Regions from separate parts of the Mus musculus genome. Here region 1 is linked to region 2. A link is a contact called in public Hi-C data. All regions are on one chromosome and are shown on one strand. Each heading gives the region's core, a stretch centred on a gene start, on an enhancer-like site or on the middle of the called end of the contact. The rest is flanking DNA. Distances are from core to core; before and after follow the strand shown. Region 1 holds the start of A830019L24Rik (RIKEN cDNA A830019L24 gene). Region 2 has its middle 69 kb from the start of 4930519L02Rik.

Region 1 (5,177 bases), core at 2,645-5,144, 140 kb before region 2:
GGTGAACTTGTCTACACAGAGATCAGAAGGTGAGGCAACACTGGATTTAAGGAAAACAGACCTTTGTAATCATATCTGCACAATTGAATCAAACTTCTGCTTCTAGTAGATGTCAAATTGAATTAAAACTTCAATTTATAGCAAGCTGACCATAAGCATTTCACTGTGGAGTTTACTAAAAGTATCTGGGTGGGCTGAGTGCCACTTGGGAATACAGGCAACCAGAGCTCTTGCTCCTGACAGATTCTTAGTGTTTCATATGTGTTTACTGGGTTGTGACTCTGATAAAATTAGCAAGTCCCTATACAGGTGTGGCAAAGCCACTTTCTATGGTACTACTTTCTATGTGGCATGCCAGTTTTCTTCACGGAATCCACCATAGACCTGGACTGACTGTCCCCCACAAGGAAATGACAAGTGAGATGACACATGATGAACACAGCTATTCTAGAACTTTGTGACATGGAAATGCCTCCTAAAGGAATTTCCAAATTCATGCTTGTAGAGCACAGTGAGTCACAGGTGTCAAACTGCCAGTGACATGCACTTGTAGAAGAGTTTTTTTTTTTTTCCAGAAGCTGTCATCCCTGCAAAGATGAGTCAGTTAGCTTTCCAGCCTTCTGGGTATGTCGATTAGAAACTGTGTTTATATCCACCCATGTTCTAGGACACTAACTGGAAGTACCATTGCAAAGAAATCTATACAATCCATTTCAGGAGCATAGGGCACTCTTTGCAACTGGGTAAAACACAACAGCATGGCCCAGAGCTCTCAGCCTAAGGAGGCCACATGGTTGTCACTAATGTTTGTGGGGAATGCACCACTCCTGAGAGAAACTGCTCAAACCAACCTTCTTGGACTCTGATCATGATAGATGTTCATGTTACAGTGGTAAACATATGATTCCATTCAGGAATAAACTTTTCCTGATGAATTCTGGTCGTTAAAAGTCTCTCATTCCAATGCTCTTATGAGCAGTCTCCTAGAATCTGTGACCCTTTAAACTGTCAATTTGACAACTGAGAATTACCTGAGAAGTTCTCAACAAGGAATTGTCTAAATCAGGTTCTTCTGGGGACAAATCTTTCAGAGATTATTGATCACATCAGTTGACTTGGGCAGACACAATCTACTGTGGGCTCATCCTTCTCTAGGTTTGGGGTCCTGGGCTATCTGAATAATGAAACTCAGTTAAGAACCACGACAAGCATCATACACTCATCTCTCTATTCTTGAGTACAGATGTAATTTGACTAGCTGTGTCAAGTCTGTGATACTTTCCTTGACTTCTTTGCTATGATGGACCATAACCTGGGATTGTGTACTAAATAAACCTTTCTTCTCCTAAACTGTTTTGTGTCAGGATATTTTAGCACAGCAACAGGCACAAAACTAGGGAGACGTGAAACAAGGATGTTTATAAACCCATGTGCTTCCATTGTGAAGGAACACACATGAGGAAGACCAATAATGACAGCTATCTTTATCAACATCTTGCTTTATGTGAACCTCTCTATATCAATCTCTCTATATCAATCTCTCAATTTTATACAGTAGCCCCATGTTGAAGGCGTCCCTAGTCACCCATTTTACAGTTATGAAAACTGAGATGCAAAGAAGCAAAGTGTGTGGAGCCTTTGCCTTTGACACGCAGCTGTCAAGAGCTACAGAAGATTCGTGTTGAAATCTGCTCATCACTAACCCTACAGGTTTAATTCACTCTACTCTTTTTTACATAATGTATGTTTTAGTACTGTAGAGGGAATGAACAAATCATTGCCAAATTTCTGGATGATTTTATGACTTGCATGATCCTGGCCTCGAGAATAGCAAAGACTGGCTGAGCTCTCAGCAATGGTGGGAGCGCACTAAACACCACACTGTGTAGTATGACAGCCACCCATCCCACATAGACACTGAGTACTTAGAATGTGACAATGTACCTGGAAAAAATGTATTTCTAGTTGATTTAAATTAATTTAGGTCTAAAAAGCTACCTCTGTTAAGTGGTTAACACACTGTACACATTACATCTACAAGAAAAGACATGATAATCATGGTATACCAGATCAGCACCAAGAGTTTTACAGAGTGGACATGATAGATATTGGTTTCTTACCAAAAGAGAGAACAAGAATGTATCACCATGCAAAGGAGAAAGTTTCTTACAAAAGACTGAATAATACTGTGTGGCGACAAGTACTGCTGAGAAGAGAGAAGAGAAAAAAAGAAGAAAACTGAGAGCCATGGCGCCCATACTAAGACACTGCTACCTTGTCAAGACTAAGAGTCTCTTTGATGGACTAGAAGTTAGAAAGAATGAATGGCTTTTCAAATTTGGGGCTGGGGTTAGAGCTGAGTGTAAGTCCTTGGGTTGGACACCTACCTCAACACTTCCTACTTCCTCATGCACACACAGAGTACATACACATACATACAGGCAAGAATCAATAAGAGGATGGATGGGGAGGGCTCACTAGGTAAAATGGATGTCATCCAAGAGGACTTGAGTTCAGATGCCCAGGATCCATACAAAAGCTGTGGGCACTGAGGAACATCTATAACCCCCAGGAATCAAGGGGTAAGCAGGGACTGGCAAACTCCCTCGAAGCCAGTCTAATTGATGAACTCTGGGTTCAGTAAGAAGGCTACCTCCAAAAATATCATGGCTATGTAGGGAAAGATAATGTTGGCTTTTGGCTTTCACATGCACACACACACACACACACACACACACACACACACACAGAGAGAGAGAGAGAGAGAGAGAGAGAGAGAGAGAGAGAGAGAGAGAGAGAGAGACATGCCACGTAAAGGAGAAGCAAGAAAGTGAAGATCACCTTTGAAAGCCTCACTTCTGAGAATCATTGTTAAAAAGGGAAGAAATGAAACCTATACCAACCAGTATATGAGCAATCTAGACATCTGGTCTTTGGAAGTCAAGGGGAATAAGTTACTGAGGAAGGAAGTGTTGACAAAGTATCAAACATTAGGCAGTTGGTAAGTGATTCTCCTGAACACTCGGGATGGGAGTGAAATCCCTGGACCACTAAGAGCTGGACTTCGTGGAGAGTGGTCCTTGTCCTAGATGAACAATGAAGGGCAGCCTAGCTAAAGGTGGAATTGTAGAATTGGTTGCTTTATTCAGGTGAGCCAAGTTGCCCTGGAGCCTATGTTCCTTAACTGTTGGGGCAAAGAAATGTCAGTCTAGTATCTAAACACAATTAAAGGCAGCTAAACATTTTTGTAAACTCCAGAGAAATCCTGAAAGGAAACTGCCTTTGAAACAAAGCAAACAACACTTACCCAATTCTTTTTCTCTCCCCATTTTCCTCTCGACTCCACGTCGAGCTCTTCTTTTTCCTTCTTTCTTTTGTTTTGCCAGCACTCCGAAATCCTAAAGAAAATCTCTGTTTAAAGAAAAATGGATTGAGATAAAGAGATATCTAGTGCTGGCCCTAAAGAGGTGTGATTCTCTAAATGATAGACCCTGATATTTAGACTGCACCTTCTGATTTGCGAGAATGTGAACAAGCTTAGAGGAATTCTGAAGGTTACCAAGATTGTTGTTTGTTTTTTTTTTTAATAAAGTTACTAAAACACATCATATTATGTAAAAAATAACTTTGGCAAACTCAAAAGGTAGTAGAGAAAGAGTAAGGATAAGGAAGGATGTGGAAGGAGAGGAAGAAGAGGACAAGGAAGAGGAGGAAGATGAGAAAGAGAAGTAGGGAAGGACAGAGAGGAGGGTGATGAGGCGGAGGAGAAGAGGAAGAACCAAACAAGGAAGAGGAAGAGGCAGAGGAGGGTGTCAGAGAAAAGTGGGGATCAGGGTCAGTGCTGACAAGCCCTGAAAGATCTCAGAGATACAGAAAGAGGCTCAGTGTCTGCTCTCTTCTCCAAGAAGCTTTTGCTTTCAAATCCACCTCCTTTCCTTCCTTGCCTCATCCTGGACACAACTCATTTTTTTTCCCTCTGAAATAGCAAAAACAGCAAAGCTTTCTCACCAAAGCGATGGAACCACTTTTTACCACAGCCCAATTAACTGGGCACGTGTGGGCACACACAGAATGGCAGTCACAGCCAAGCAGCTCTGCTCTTCTTTCTTTCATTTTTCACTCAGGAAGAAGCAAAGGGAGGAGGCAGCACACTTACCTCTTAAAGTGTTTGTTTGGAAATAATATGCAGAAAGAGAAAAACAATCCTCAACTAACGACCGCCTTCCTCACCATCTGCTTAATCTAAACATTAGCATATCGCGGATCCGAGTGAACTCGGATTGCACTGGAAAGGGAGTATTCTCTGTTCTACTTTTTCAGAGCCTTAATGGAGGAGTCAAGTGAGAATTCTCTGTGGGATTATATGGGCTTATGGGCTTCCAATGCATGCATTTAGGGCCACATTTTCAGTCCAGCTTTAACTCATCATAGGAAGACCGGAGGCAAAATTGTGCCTGGCTTAATTAGCGCAAGTACTAATCAAGTACTAATGAAATTTGCCCACAAGCAGTCCTTTAGATGAAGGCACAAGTCTCACACACACACAATTTCCGTATATATCACTTAGCATGTCAGCACAAAAGGAGGGAAGAATTGAACAATTCCTCCCTAAAACTGGCTTCGGGCTAACCACAGGCAAACATCCTCTCTGCCCAGAAGTAACACACTAGTTTCATCAGTGTAAACTCTAAGTCCAAAATCTGCAAACTGTATCCTCGTTTACCACATTAGGCTGCAAATTTATAAAAAGACAGAGAACACCATAGACAAAGACACTTCATTCCTCCTGATTTACAAGCTATTTAAGACTTGAACTTAGGAATGTGTGCATTGTAATATTCTTTAAAATATATAGATGGTCTTTCAGTCTAAAATACAAGTCCATGAGAAGTGGCTAATACTGGACCACAGTCCTAGTCCTGTGAACATAGCATGTAAAAACAAAAACAAAGAAAACAAACAAACAAACCAAAAAAACCCACCCATTTTTCTCTCCTATAGTGATATATCTGGAGTATTGTTTGTTAAGTTTGCTGTTCAGATCTGCCTAAGCATGGGGCTTATTTACAACACAAATATTAATGATGCTAAGGAAGATGTTTTCGATCTATAAATTAAATCATACTAATCGAAGATGTGGTTAGTATATTGAATTATGTGTAAACATACCAAAGTTT
Region 2 (5,670 bases), core at 668-3,167:
GGCACTGAAAGTAAGGGTACAATACTGTCACACGAGGAAGATAACCTCTATCACATTTCATTCCATTTAAAATTCACAGCAAAGTAGAATTTGCACGCACTGTGTCTGAGTGTCCGAGAGTAATAAAATGAATATTTGGAAAGAGCAGGGGGCAGGGAGAGGGAACCTGTGAGTTCTGTGACACAGCACATAGTCTGGATGTATTTCCAATCACTGATGGGTTTTAAATCTGTGACTATGAATAGACCACAGTGAACAGCTTGAAGTTCTTTGGAACAAACAATCTCTCTCTTAAGGTCACTCCTGAAGGAGCTGCAATAATAACGTTTGGCATATGTAGATAGAGCGCTTTGCGGGCTGGAGCATGGAGAATTATTCTCTACATGTTCCAATAAAAAAAAAAAAAAGATGATCCATGATTCAGGAGAAAAGAAAAAACAATCAGGTGCATTTTTTACAGTGGAGGGGGAACCCAAACAAGTGTAGAAATACAATCAATATGGACATCCTCATTAAAATCCCCAAGCCGCTGTGAGTTTGATGTTCAGGGGGGTCTGCACCAGGATAATGGATTTGGTGGCCTGAAGGAACATTAGCGATTTTAATAAGAGGAACTTGAAATTGCCAGTATTGGCTCTGGTTCCAAGGAAGCCCCCGAGGTCTGTCCCTAACAACACAGGATGAACCTAACTCCTTGCCCCTCCATTCGATTTTGAAATGCCATTTTTAAACATGGCCATATCATTTCTCTTCAAAAAAAAAAAAAAAAAACCCTCACTTGAGAGAATCGCCTTAAAATTCCTGATCAATGTTTTCAGTTCACCCAGATATTAAACCAAATTTCCCAAAGTCTGAAGCTAATTATGCATTCAATTAGAGTTTCTTAATAAAGATTAAAACTCTGAAGTCTATTACAAGCCTATATTTAATTCAACTGCCATTTTATCCACGCCACGGATGTGTAAGTGGTAACAATGAATATAAATTATAATACACGCCACAGAAAGAATGCTATTTGTCCAAGTACCTTACTATAAAGAATTAAATTTTGCTATCAGCTCCATGATCTAGTTAAAATTGGTATTCTTTATTTGGTCTTTCAATGTAGTCCAATTTCCTACTTTGAAAAACAAATTCTAGGGAATAAAGAAAAGAGATTAATTTATCATTAAGACTCTGCTTAATTGAAGTCAATTCCGAACAAACTTGAATTCAATTTCTGCTCATTAAACTGAATGTGCTCTGCGCTCCTCTCTGCATTGCTTTGAGCAAGCAGCTGAGAACAAGGGACTAACATCAAAATTATTAAATTGAGGAGATTTTATTTGGTCTTCACATGCCAGAGCCGCTTTGATGAGGAAGTGTTTTGGCACCGAAAGGAGCGACGAGCAGCTGGAGGAAAAATCAAATGAAACTAAGCCTTGGAAAATTGAAGAAAACGCAAGCTTAATAATATTTAATAATTAAATTTCCACAAACAATAGCGGCAAATGAAGTAATCTGCAAAGTCTGTGAACTCATTTGCATAATTGATGCCGGTCCCCTGTAAATGAATAATGAAGATAATAAAAGATGTTGCTAAAAATGGGCACAATAACAGCAAATTTCATCAAGCCGCGCTCTCTGATTAATCTGCTCTCGCAAATCAGCAGCGAGAGGGGAGCGCGTGATTAACCGCGCCGAGGCCGGCAGCCGGCGGCGGCGCTGCCCTTTCTCTGCGGGTCTCTGGGCGCGGCCCGCTCGCTCCCCGCGCCTCTCGCCGCAGCTGCCGCTGGGGCTGCCGCGGGCGCAGCTCCTCCGCGCCTCCGCCCTGCCCGCTCGCCCGCCCGCCCGCCCGCTCGCCCGCCGGCTGCCGCTTAACCGCTTCACTGCTGCCCTGCAGCCCACGATATCCGCGCGTCTCCGCGCCCCATCCCACGCTGGCAGGGCGGCTGCACAGGGTGCTGCGTGATTCAAATGCACCTGCAGACTCCGAGCCTTCGCATCTACATGAGATCCAGATTTGGGGGTGAACTGGGCATTTGTTTTCAGGATGGAAGAGGAGAGGGGGCTGGAAGGCCCAAGAGGCAGAGATCTGGGAGACAGAGAACAGGGAACAAGGGCGCTTCTGAGGCCCTTCTTTACCTCCATCACAGAAAAAATAAATAAATAAAATAACGGCCCTTGAAAAGATGAGGTTATTAAACACTTTTAATATCCCATTAGGAAAGAATAGGAGACAAAATTCGTCTTCCCACCCACCCACCAAAGAAAGGACAGCTCAGAAATTTTCTGGGCTCTTTTCTGCTGCCCGTTAATCAAAATAACATTTTGCAGGTTGGGATAAGCGTATGTTTCTGCCAGGCCCAAATACATTTTGTGTGGACTCTAGGAGAGTAACTTTGGTGAGAGCCCACACTTCTTCCCTCCCCCAGATGAGTGTCTCACTTTCCCGGCTTGCTAGGAGAAAAAGTTGTCTCGGGAAAATAAAACTGTTAATAAACCATGGTTCCAGAGTGACGCTTGCTTTACAACTCCTAGTTTGCAATCGATCATAGCCTGGACCTAACAGAACTGACTCGGCTTTCATATGTTTATAGTGGGCAGTGTTTTATGCCTCAGATATACCATGTCAGCCATGCAAAACACGGTGTTATTTTTGTTCGCTTCCTGTATCTACAGCGCAGTGATTTTTGTTTAAAAGAAAGGTCACGATTATTTTCCATTATGGTGGAATGGAAACATTCGAGACATCTGAGAAACAGATCTTTAAAACCGGGTACTGAGTTGGGAAAAGCAGAGAAGAGTTTGTGTCAAAGTGCAATTGAATCTATTTAAGCAGACCAGCTTTAACCACGGCAATAAACCACTGACTTGCTCCTGGGTCAGAAGGGCCGCCATGCCTCTCTAAGCCTCAGATCACGTGCTTTTCTTTTTGTGGCGCCACCATCAAATAAACCTCTAGTTTCTTCTGCTAAGTGACTGGCTCATTTGTTAGGTTCGATTTTCCCCGGTGCAAACAATCACACTGTAGGTTTCCCTAATCCCCTTCTGTAAGTGCAGAGAAATTCTAGAATCATGAAACTTTGAGCCAGAAGGAACTTCCTCGATTTATGTGGAAGTAAACAGAGAGAAAAGGTAAATGACCACCCTGTCTGGCTTGAGGGCTAACACCACACTCCAGGTCCCCCTGCCCCTGGACCTTCGCCTCCAACCTCCTGGACGCATCCTCAACAGCATTTCAAGAAAATTAGTGCGGTATGAGAAGGGTTATGTAGGAAGATGCGGGCACTAAAACCAGTTTAGAGATTCCAGCGCTGGGGACCCTAGGCAAGCCAGAGAGAGCGCGCAGACTCTGTAGAAAAATAACGGAATAAACTGAGGACGGTGGAGAGAAAATGGCAGCTTGTACGGCATCTCAGAGGAGCCAAAATCACACCGAGGAAGCCGCCACAGGAAAAAGCCATGTGCACAGAACAGAAATAAGACTCCAGAAGGACCTGTGAGAGAAAGAGTCTGTGTGCACCATCTGAGGAAGCAAGCCCAGGCCTCCTCCCAGGGTGAGCTAGTGGAAGGCAGGGCCATGGTAAGGTGAACTGTAAGCTGCTGGAAGCTCCAGGAAGCGAGGTGAGCAGGCCAGGGCCTGGCCACACCAAGTCTGCTCCACCCACTATGGGATGCAGCATCCTGAATCCGGTCAGACCTTGGACAGGCAGAATTCCAGCAGCACAAACACAGGTAAAGACAACTGGAGCTCTCTGATCCTCGGTCTGTGGCACATCCGTAATGCATGCCACCCTCCTGATGAGGGTCCGTGGTTGTTCAGTTAGGTGGGATTTGAACCTTCAGCATGGTTTCATGGCTGCCTCCCTAGCCCAGGTCCCTTTGAAGTATACGGCAGTATGCTTTTTCAGTGTTCCAGTTTATTAACTTTCAAGTAGTAATCGCTCTTATTATTTCTTAGAAATACCCATATTTTAGAAATGGCCTGGATTCCCCTCTGCAATGAAAATAAACCCCGAGTTGGTCAGTCTTCAAAGCCAATTGAAACTCATTCACAGTATGGTCGTTATTCCAGATCACCATGGAAATGAAGGAATAGAAGGAGAGGTTCTATTGCCAACCATTTGGGGAATCCCTTTGCCTTTGTCTTGTTCTGCCTTTTCATGAGATCTAATTTTTTGAGTGGATATAATGTTTCTGAAAGACTACGTTCTGAGTCACTCTACCTTCACCTCGCTAACTCTGGACTCAACTCTGTCTGCAGAAAAGCAGTGATGTCTCAGTAGTTGGTTGTAACCACACACATGAGATGTGAGTGTTTGATAATTTCAAAAGCTGATAAAGGATCAAATTAAATGCTGACCATCTACCGCAGAATAGTAAGCAGACATTGTTGGTAACTGGTCACAGGAAATAGTCACACCCTCTCATGCTTACTGCCTGATTATAAATGGAATCTGCATGCAATGGAGACTTACTTCCACACAAATAATTCATCTCTGATGAATAATGATATCTGCATTGTGGGCCTTGGCCCAGATAGTGAGTTTCCTCTGGTCATAATTACCTATAACTGTCATATGTTTTCCCAATTAAACATTTCTTACAGAGATGGAAAATTTTATTAAAATGCTCAAGAAGCTATTAAAAATTAGCATATAAACTAAAAGGGGGCAACATTTATGTAGGATACCCATAAGCCATTTAGCACATAATTTATGGATATGTAAACATTTTTGACAATTAGCAACTATCTTCCAATGGTGGCTAACTCTTACTTGTGATAATTTCACTGTCTCAATGCTATGCAAGCTAAAGCATAAAACATTTATCATTGTTGGGTTGCTCAGAGTTTTCCAGGATTTTTGTTCAAGCCCCTGAAAACCAAATCCCAGTTATCTACATTTTTGTAATTACTGTGCCTGTGCTTCTCTGTTGGGAAGGCAGAAGGAAGCGGAGTAGGAGCCTACATTCCTTGTTCCCCCCTTTTTTAAATCACACTATATTCAATTCAGTAACCCTGGACAATACCCAAATGTTGGACATCAAGGAATCAAGGGAATGACCCTTGTTCTTCGAGGACTTACAGCCACCTGAACTTCCTACCTGAGCACAGAAAATTCTTTTTAATTTTTTTCAATTTTTATTAGATATTTTCTTCATTTACATTTCAAATGCTATCCCAAAAGTCCCCTATACCCTCCCCCTGCCCTGCTCCTTTACCCACCCCCTCCCACTTCTTGGCCCTGGCGTTCCCCTGTACTAGGGCATATAAAGTTTGCATGTCCAAGGGGCCTCTCTTTCCAGTGATGGCTGACTAGACCATCTTCTGCTACATATGCAGCTAGAGACACGAGCTCTGGGGATACTGGTTATTTCATATTGTTGTTCCACCTATAGGGTTGCAGACCCCTTCAGCTCCTTGGGTACTTTCTCTAGCTTCTCCATTAGGGGCCCTGTGTTCCATTCAATAGATGACTGTGGGCATCCACTTCTGTATTTGCCAGACACTGCCATAGCCTCATATGAGACAGCTCTATCAGGGTCCTTTCAGCAAAATCTTGCTGGCATATGCAATAGTGTCTACGTTTGGTAACTGATTATGCTGTTAGCACTTAGTCTCAAAAGTCTATGTTTTCATAAGAAGAAGGGGAAAAAACGGTGAAAACTTTACAGTTGCTTAATTCA

The links. A called contact is a pair of places that touch in the nucleus more often than the background predicts.
Region 1: a Hi-C map of cerebral cortex shows a contact between it and region 2, with 2.5 times the contacts expected there. The contact joins the promoter of A830019L24Rik here to the enhancer-like site in region 2. A contact is called at or near these places in 1 of 39 promoter capture datasets (hippocampal neurons), 6 of 484 Hi-C or Micro-C datasets (bone marrow-derived macrophages, cerebral cortex, cortical neurons and 2 more) and 1 of 115 datasets of contacts at active chromatin or transcription factors (forebrain).

Annotation. Positions count from the first base shown.
Region 1 is chr3:143,241,772-143,246,948 of GRCm38.p6, reverse strand. A830019L24Rik (RIKEN cDNA A830019L24 gene) reads right to left here and starts at 3,894. Exons shown (of 4, transcript NR_040551.1): 1 at 3,510-3,894; 2 at 3,308-3,411.
Region 2 is chr3:143,097,093-143,102,762 of GRCm38.p6, reverse strand. No RefSeq gene overlaps it. Among named protein-coding and RNA genes, the nearest start is that of 4930519L02Rik, 69 kb to the right of the region's middle. Within about 2 kb of position 1,917, at least 60 of the 459 cell types and tissues checked have an H3K27ac peak or open chromatin away from gene starts, as enhancers often do. A contact at or near this core is called in cerebral cortex, cortical neurons, forebrain and 2 more, where this site is marked.